Regions from separate parts of the Mus musculus genome. Here regions 2 and 3 are each linked to region 1. A link is a contact called in public HiChIP or PLAC-seq and promoter capture Hi-C data. All regions are on one chromosome and are shown on one strand. The core of a region is the stretch at or near the end of the contact, and the rest is flanking DNA. Distances in the headings are between cores, read along the strand shown. Region 1 holds the start of Suclg2 (succinate-Coenzyme A ligase, GDP-forming, beta subunit). Region 2 holds the start of AY512915 (cDNA sequence AY512915). Region 3 has its middle 51 kb from the start of Tafa1.

Region 1 (2,799 bases), core at 82-2,581:
CTAGGCTCCATGTTTCTCATCAATTCAAACCTACTGCAACAGCACCCCAGCTCTTGTTTTTTTATATATAACACTTAAATAATGAACAGGACTCAGATCGCCTGGAGATCTCTCCTCACTCTATTATAGCAGGTATCTGTGATTTTAATTAGACAAACCGCCATCCCTCTCCTTTACCCACCATACTGTCAAGTGCCTGTTAAGGATATTACAGTAATAACTATTAGCGCCTCTTAAATTCCCATTAACAATAACAGAGAAATGGAATGTCAGGTAATGAAAAGAAGAAAAAAAAAACCTTCACAGATGTCATAATGATCCAAAGTTTAGAGAAACAAAAAAAAAATCATTAGTAAGTTATTTTCTTTTCGTTTTTCCTAGTGCCCTATGCATGCCTTGGTCAGAATGTAGTGATTTGCCTCTCATTGGACTGGAAAGTTTTTCTTGCGGGGGGGGGGGGGGGTTGGGGGGGGAGGCGGGGCGGGTAAACTAGAGAAAGTAGGAAGACTAGTAGTTGGATGACTTCTCCCAAGTGTCAATGCCAACTCACAATTTCCCTTCCAAAGCCTCGCTACTGCGACGCTTGCAATGGAAGAAGGTAAATTCAACAAGAGAGCAACGTGGAGGAAGGAGCTGCTGAGTCTAACACTAGTTAAGTCTCTAGGAGGCACGGACCAAGTGGGCAGGCAGGAGTTTTCACACAGGCCTTTCATACAAGACTCCACTTCTACTATCCTCCTGGACCCCTGCAGGTCCCCACAGACAAGCACAAGGGGGTCACAAGCGACACCCCGCGGGGTTGACTGGGGCAGGTGAGCTGCCTCGGGAGTCTGGGGAGCGAGCACGTGGCTGCCGAGCGAGCTCGGGCTTAGAGCCGCCCCCGGGCAGAGCCAGTAAGCGGCTGAGAAACCTCTGCGTTCCAACAGTGCGCCCAACTTTTGGGAACTCGCCCCCAGCGCGGGGTGCCAGTGCCCGGGCAAGGCTGATGGGAGCCATTAGAACGATCCGGGTCGTGGGGTGTGCACTCTGACCCCCGCGATCCCCGACACCTCGGACGCCGCACAGCCCGCCGCGCTGCGGGGAGCACCGGATCGCCAGGGGTCGCGCGGGGCGAAGAGGCCGCGGAGCATGGGGCACCACGGCGGGTGGCTCGCGTGGCCCGGGCCGCGCTCACCTGGGACCTGACCGCCAGGAGCGGCCGCAGCGCTCGCTCTCGCAGAAGCTTCCCAGCCTGCGCCGCGATGGCCACCGGGGACGCCATCTTAACCAGGAACCTGAAGAGAGGCGGCGAGGGGGAGGGAGGGGGCGGAGGAGGGAGCCCGCCCGGGCCCAGGCCTCGGGAGGGGGCGGGGCAGGAGAGGAGGGACGGAGCTAGAAAGGAGGGGCGGGGCGGGAGAAAGGGCGGGGAGGAAAGCGGGTGCAGTAGAGAGCTGGGGTGAGGGAATTGGGAAAAAGAAAGGAAGGAGGGGGCTGGGGGCGGTGGAAGACCCCCCCACCCACTCCTCACCTTGTTACCCCTACCCCCCACTACCTTCACCATCTCACCCCAAGGCCATGTGGCTTCCCAGAGCTTACTGCATCTTGCCTGGCTTTCAGGCAAAAGCAGATCTCAGCCCCAGGGGCACTGACTTAAAACTGGCCCTGGGAGTGACAGATTAGACCTTGACACTGCAGTGAGGGCTGCTAGGTCTGGCCCTAGGAACTGATACCACCTTCAGAGGACACACCTTGGAGAGAGTAATGTTCCAAGGGAAGGAATTAGGATCAATGCTACCCTTAGTTCCTGGGCCATGTGGGGGCACAAGCTTGGGTGTGGGTGTTGTGAGTGTACTGGGTTTTGGTTGGGTAGTAGTGGTTTGTTGTTTTGGTTTTGGTTTTTGAGATAGGGTTTTTGTCTATCTTCCATTGGCCAGAAATTCATCTCGAACTCCTGACCCTGCCTCTACTTCCAAAATACTGTGATTATAAACAGGCACCACCCTGTCTCTTTGCGAAAGTGATGGAGGGTTTTGGGCCTACCTTAGTGACATCTGTTTTCTTGCTACTTAACCTTAAATTAATAAAAAGCTATTGCTGGATTTTCTACTCTACAAGGAGAAAAGTGTTTGTGTACAGTATCCAGGCTGCTATGCACTTACATAAAATACAAATCACAGTAACAACTAGTATGTACCAGACATTGAACAATTAGGAACACATTTAAGCTTCATGGCGACATTTTAGGTAGATGGCATTTCTATACTCATTCTGCAGAAGAGAAAACTGAGGCATACAACAGATAAGAAACATAACAGGGGCTAGATAATGAGATATGAGATTCAAACTCATGTTTCACCCCCTCAGCACTACTTGGGGATATTTTTTAATTGGGTGTTGGGTTTGTTTTTGTTTTTTTATGATCACAAGACAGACAAGGGACACTATAGCAACAGTCCCCTCACAAGAGTGTCCTCTGTCGGCTTCCTTTAAACTTCCATTTGATGTAAATTCACATTGACAGAGAAGCTGTAGGAACATTACTCCAAGAGACCCCAACAGTCTTTATGCCGCTTCACCGAGGATTTACATTTGGCCCACATCTGTCCTTGATAAGCCTTTTCCTCCTCAAAACCTTACCCACAGAATCTATTCTCTTTGTGTGTGTGTGTGTGTGTGTGTGTGTGTGTGTGTGTGTGTGTGTGTGTGTGCGTGTGCTGTGACTTGCCCTATCTCCACCTTATTCTCCAGAGACAAAAATCTCTCAACGTAGAACTAGAATTTTAGCCAGCAAGCCCCAGTAATCTTCCTGCCTATGCCTGG
Region 2 (2,799 bases), core at 200-2,699, 380 kb before region 1:
AACGAAATCCAGATACCCTACTTCCCTTGAAAAATGAGAGGAGCTGGCAATATTGGCTTGAATCAGCCACAGCTGCAGTTGCTGTAACTGAGGACCAGCTGCTGGGACAAATGATCTCTCCAGCCCCCTACCCTGTGCCACCTGGACTGCTCTTTCGCCGCAACTTCTGATCAAACCCACAGGCATTTGGATTTCAATTCTAGCATTTTTTTTCTTATATAAAGATGGCATTCTGAACTGAGAAAGGAACACTAAAGAGGACCAGGAGACTGAACAATCAATGTCCTGGGACTAAGGACCATTTGGAACTAAGAACCATTACCATGGGAAACAGTGGGGCAAAAAGGTTAGACGCATAAGAGAAACAGGATGTGGTAGGAAGCCATGGGTCCAGCCTTCACTAGCCTAGGCAATTTGGAGTTCTCTGGGCCACCATTTCTTCATTCAGAATATATGTTTAATGGCTGGTTGTAGAACTTAAAATTCAAGTAAGTATTTTTAAGCAACCACCATGCACCAGAGACTCTTGTGAACACTGGTAGGAGAACAATAATTGAAACAAAGCCTGTATTTATGTGGCATATTTGAAGTGACATCGTGTCAACCAGAACAATGTCTGGCACATAATAAAACTCAATACATGTCAGCTATTATTATTCATGATCTGTTTTCTCCTCAAAAGTACTACTTGCCTTTGGAAGTCATAAATCCATTTAAGCTTGTGTTTTACTTCCTGGTAGTGTCGACAGAAAGCATTCAGAATGATCATGAGACTTGTCCAGGCTTAGCAGACAGGAATACGATGATTGGTTATTGATATCTGCAGGGAGCTTGAGTTATGTGCACAGAAATACATCTGGAGGTTTGGGCCATGCTGTTTGGAAGACTTCCTTTTTTATGCAAAATACACATATGTCCTTGGGAGTATTCTCAATCTTTCTCAGGTTTGGTGTTCTGGGTAAATCCAAAAACACCATGCCCCAAATTGTTCCTTTTAGCAAACAGTTCAGAATAAGGCAAAGTCATGTTCTACTGTTGCAGGGGTCAACAGAAGCACACAGCTCAAAGGCCTATGATCTAGGGGGCTTTTCAAGAATTGGCCCAACAACCTAGCTGTAGAGATGACCCTTGTAGAGCTGTAAATCCAACTCAGTGGGACAGAAGTATTCAAATGCCTGCCAGAGATAGTAGAATAGCTTGAAGAAAAACACAAGAGTTCCAACTAAGATACATAAGCCCCAGAGATCATACCAGTAAACCAACAGGCCAGGATTCTTTCTACCTGTGTCTATCCACCCCCAAATCCCAGCTTCTCCTGTCTCTCCTCACCCCACTGGTCTTCAGTCCATTCACAGTTCCAGGCCTGACAGGGTAGAAGGACGCTGCATGGTTTCTCCTTCGTAGACATACCCCAGGGTCCAGCCTCTCCAAGTTGCTCAGGAGCTAATGTGAAATCAAGCCCTTCCCAGCAATGTTAAATAGAAGCTTCCTGTGTTCCCTTGAAGCTCCCACCTGCAGCACCAGTCTGGGGGCAGTTCTTCATTGGAATCATCTGTGTCCACTCACGTGGAAGCCAAATTCACAACAGGTAGCTGTGGTAGAGGAGGTCCCTGGTGGGTGAGAGAGAGGAAGCCTTTTGTAGCTTACAGCTTACAGGTGGACAGACAAGATGACATGCTGTTTTAAGAACCGCAGGGACCTATGCAGAGCCTGGGATATGGGCTTATGTGCTAGTTCAACTTCCACACATCGCAGAGGCTGCAGGCTACTAAATTATTTTCATCCTGCTCCCCGTTAAAATAGTGCCTTACACTCCAAGCCCCATACTATTGCTTCCAGGTAAAACAAACCCTGAATTATGCCAAATTATGTCTGAAAGTCGTACCGAGCTCCTTGGTTTCCCATGTGACATGCTGGAATTTCTTGATCAGAGCTCTGAGTGCTGGTCAGTCTCACTGACCTTGAGAAGACACAGAGCTGATCTACTCAGTCTCCACTCAGTCCCTGTGCTCCAGCTCAGAGGGCTGTAAACTTTTCTAGGCGGGCCAAATAACAAATGTGTTTGGCTCTGTAGGCCACAAAACTCCTTGACCTTGTTATAATGGAAGAGAAGAAACTAGAAAATGTAAACAAATGAACACAGCTGTGAGACAATAAAACTTTATTTACAGAATAGTGGCTTGGGTTTGGCCTACTGCTGGCTAGTGTCTGGATGTTATGAATGCCATCTAAAATAAAATCATAAACATAATTAAAATATTATGACGTATTCTTGCAAATTTTTTTTCACAAGGGGGATTGCTTAGTTCTCCATTGTGAGCTTTGTAGATGACAACATTTCCTCTTGAGGTTGAAAGCTGGACACAGCTGTCTACTCGTCTCTTCCCCTGATCTAGCACACTGTGTCATTAGTGAGTCTATGTTTAGTATAAAATAGACCAGTTAAACTTCTTGCTCAGTCTCCACAAGGGCTGAAAGCAGAAGTGGATGTGTGGTGTGGCGCAGTAGGCACAGAAATGTGTGGGTGTAGGTACCCCGTTTCTGGGCACAGACAGGAAATCCAACAGCAAGAACATTTGGAGGCATTTTAAGAACTGTGACCACGTGACCATGCAACCACTTCCTAGGATTTCGCTGAAACTTCAAGGTGCCACTATGCTGTGAGCAGATGTCTTAAGCTCCATTCCAGTGACAGATTTTATTTTGGGGAATCCTGCCCAAATCCAAATGTTTATGAAATTCTTGAAACTGAGTTGAGTGGCCTTTGGCCTCTTGCTGCACCGTCTATTTAGCTAGAAC
Region 3 (2,799 bases), core at 221-2,720, 340 kb after region 1:
CTGATCTGTACTCCACCCTGTCTGATGGACAGGGCCAGAGAGTACTCCCTCCTGTGTAATGAAGGTCCTCAGTCTCAAATGGTTTGCATTATAGTTGCTTGTCCAAGGCTTTAAATGAAACTTCTGTTGCCAAGCCTTAAGTTTACTTGATGTATTTACAGTTGTTTTTAAGTGCTACAATTTTCTTGCTAGAGAACATGCACTTTTCAGGACATGGGTCACCAGGAGATTGGGTCTGTCTCTTATATAACTCTAGTGCTACAGGAAGTACACTGTCCTACAGAAAGGCAGCAATCTGTCACCCCTATGTCAGTCACTTGGACTCAGGTATAGATTCTAGAATGCTGTTGCTGCTGTTTACAGTTGTGGACTGCTTTGATGTTTCAAATTATATTTGGCAGGAAGATCTAGAGGTGAGGGTAGAGATGGGGGTGAGATGAACCTTAACCTGTCAATCTGGAAATACATGCACCCACTAGGGAAGAAAAGATTAACACATTGGTAAAACAACTCCCTTTTCTATTTATTTGTAAATTAATAACAGTAAAATAAATGAATGGACTGAGTATTTTCTCCTTACATCTTTTGTTTTATCACACAAAGTTGATTGAAGATTTAAAAAAAAATTACTTACTTAAAAATGTTTCCACATGTCTTGGTGAAATTCCTTTGCATAACATTGAATCATTTTAAATTATATGCCTTAGTTTTGCACAATAAAATTATATGTGTTCTTAATAGTATTCCTTGTGGGAAGAGGTCTTGATTTAGTGATTCAGTCCCAGACTGAAGGGCTATGCCTTTACCTGTCTGGATTAAAATTTCACCCCTATCACTTAACTGCTGGGTGACTTTGGACAACATACTTATGATCCCTAAACCTCAGATTTGTTACTTATAAAATGTGACACCTAATAAGACCCTTCTTACGTCTTTGTGAAGATCAAACTAAATAATTCATTTATAGAGCTTAGAAAAACTACTGGTTCTAGTTGCTGTTCAAACGGTTGCAATCAGGTAAGTCTGGCCTGAACTTCATCTTTTCAATGGCCTCACCTGAGCCATTTGCACTGCTTACTCTTAGAACTGAGTTCTGAGAACTGTGGATTGCTTAGGTTTCATGCTGTCTCAGCAAACAATGGAATGACTCCAGGTTGTAGCACCTTTAAAAACTGCATTCAGAAAGGAGGAGAACTTGGTTCCCTGTGGAAGGCTGAGTACAGAAAGTACAGTGGGCAGTACCTTACACATGCAGTGATAGAGAAAGGGCTGTCTTCTGTCTTCAATCTTGCTTGTGTTGAACAGAAAGGATTGACTTTGTCAGCCATTGGCAAGAACATTGCAAAGTCAACCCAGTGTCATCTCTGTGCTACCATTGCCAAGTCTTGGGTTGTCTGTTTGGCTCCTGTTGGGTAACCTGGCCTGCCCTTGGCTTTGAGCCCTTTCTTCCCAAAGAGACCTGATTGGGGCTGAGCCAGAGTCCACACACACGCACACAGTGGGTACCATGGCTCCCAGCTGCTGCCCATGTGTCACCTAGAACATACTGTCCTTGCAGGCTACTCTGAGTTATTTTCCCAACTTTTGCAGTAGACTTTAAATTTTGGACAGTTCTTTAAACCTGTTCAATGCAGTCTTTGTTCAATGTAGGCCAGGACATATCATCTATGGTCCCTTGTCCACAACTGCAGTGCAACTATCTTTCTCCTCAGACTGTTAAAGCCTAGGCCTATGCGTACTCAAGGTCTAGTCTAAAGCATTTCTCAGTCCACAGCCAGTCAGCCACTCTCTTCTGGATTTTTCATTATGTTTATCAAGTTGAAATCAAAACTTTCCATCATTGTCTACAAGCCTTTATGGAATCCAGATCTTCCTGCCTCTCTGGTCTCACCTACTTCTTTGTGTGCTTTGGCCACACAAACCTTTGTTTATTGGACAATACATTATCATTGGCTGCCTTTTGCTTCGAAATTTGGTTCTCTTTGTCTATAATCTCTCACAAAACTATTGCCTCATTACATTTTTTTTCATTTGCAGTGAAGTTCTCCTATGCCCATCAAAGGACACCACCTATGTTCTGATCATTCATGTTCCATGGCTCTCAAGTCCGGGTCTTGTGCTCCCCCAGCAAGCATTTCACTGTCTCTGGAGATAGTTTTGTTTGTAACCACTGGAAGGGATGAGGGATCACATAGAAGATGGAGGCCAGATGTCCTCTAAACATTGTAAAATGCTCAGAGTAATCCACTAAAGAATCATCTCTCATAAACATCGATGGTATGGAGCGTGAGATTACATGGAGTGCACTCTTACCTTATTACTCAAAGAGCCCGGCATTTGAGGAGCTGATGAATGATTAATGTATTCATGATAGTAACTTTATTCTGCCTGCTTTCCGAATTAGAATAGAAATACCAGGAAAACAGGAATCTTGTCTTTTAAAAAATATAGTTGAAAATTTCATCCTCGAGCCCACTGCATTTACATCATTTTCTCCCCTCCCTCTGCTCCCTCCAATTTTTCGAATCTCTCTCTCCACCCCTTGTAGAGTTCATGAACTCTTCTATAATCTTTGTTGTGATATACACAATATAGTTTAGTAAATGTTTAAATATATGCATATTTATATTTATGCATACATAAGTGTATTTTAAAGTAAATTACTTAAAAATATGTTTCCCTATGGCTTTTCCAAACATCCTTAGTGTTATTTATCTCCCCTGCCTCCTCTTCTGTACTACACTCTCTGTTTTCTCCCCGGGTAAGCTGGCCTTCCCATTCTCCCCACAACTTCTCTTG

Evidence for each region. Promoter capture Hi-C pulls out the DNA fragments that hold promoters and counts their contacts. HiChIP or PLAC-seq counts read pairs in DNA pulled down with a chosen protein or histone mark.
Region 2: a contact with region 1 is called in a promoter capture Hi-C map of the HPC-7 cell line. The contact joins the promoter of AY512915 here to the promoter of Suclg2 in region 1. A contact is called at or near these places in 5 of 39 promoter capture datasets (the 3T3-L1 cell line, the HPC-7 cell line, embryonic stem cells and 2 more).
Region 3: an H3K27ac HiChIP or PLAC-seq map of hepatocytes shows a contact between it and region 1, with 4 times the contacts expected there. The contact joins the enhancer-like site here to the promoter of Suclg2 in region 1. A contact is called at or near these places in 3 of 39 promoter capture datasets (hippocampal neurons and liver), 1 of 484 Hi-C or Micro-C datasets (liver) and 1 of 115 datasets of contacts at active chromatin or transcription factors (hepatocytes).

What each region holds. Positions count from the first base shown.
Region 1 is chr6:95,717,515-95,720,313 of GRCm38.p6, forward strand. It overlaps Suclg2 (succinate-Coenzyme A ligase, GDP-forming, beta subunit), which reads right to left and starts at 1,332. Exons shown (of 11, transcript NM_011507.3): 1 at 1,175-1,332. The coding sequence starts at 1,261.
Region 2 is chr6:95,332,544-95,335,342 of GRCm38.p6, forward strand. It overlaps AY512915 (cDNA sequence AY512915), which reads right to left and starts at 1,450. Exons shown (of 4, transcript NR_033559.1): 1 at 1,330-1,450.
Region 3 is chr6:96,060,736-96,063,534 of GRCm38.p6, forward strand. It overlaps 2900060L22Rik. Among named protein-coding and RNA genes, the nearest start is that of Tafa1, 51 kb to the right of the region's middle. Within about 2 kb of position 1,471, at least 3 of the 459 cell types and tissues checked have an H3K27ac peak or open chromatin away from gene starts, as enhancers often do. A contact at or near this core is called in hepatocytes and liver, where this site is marked.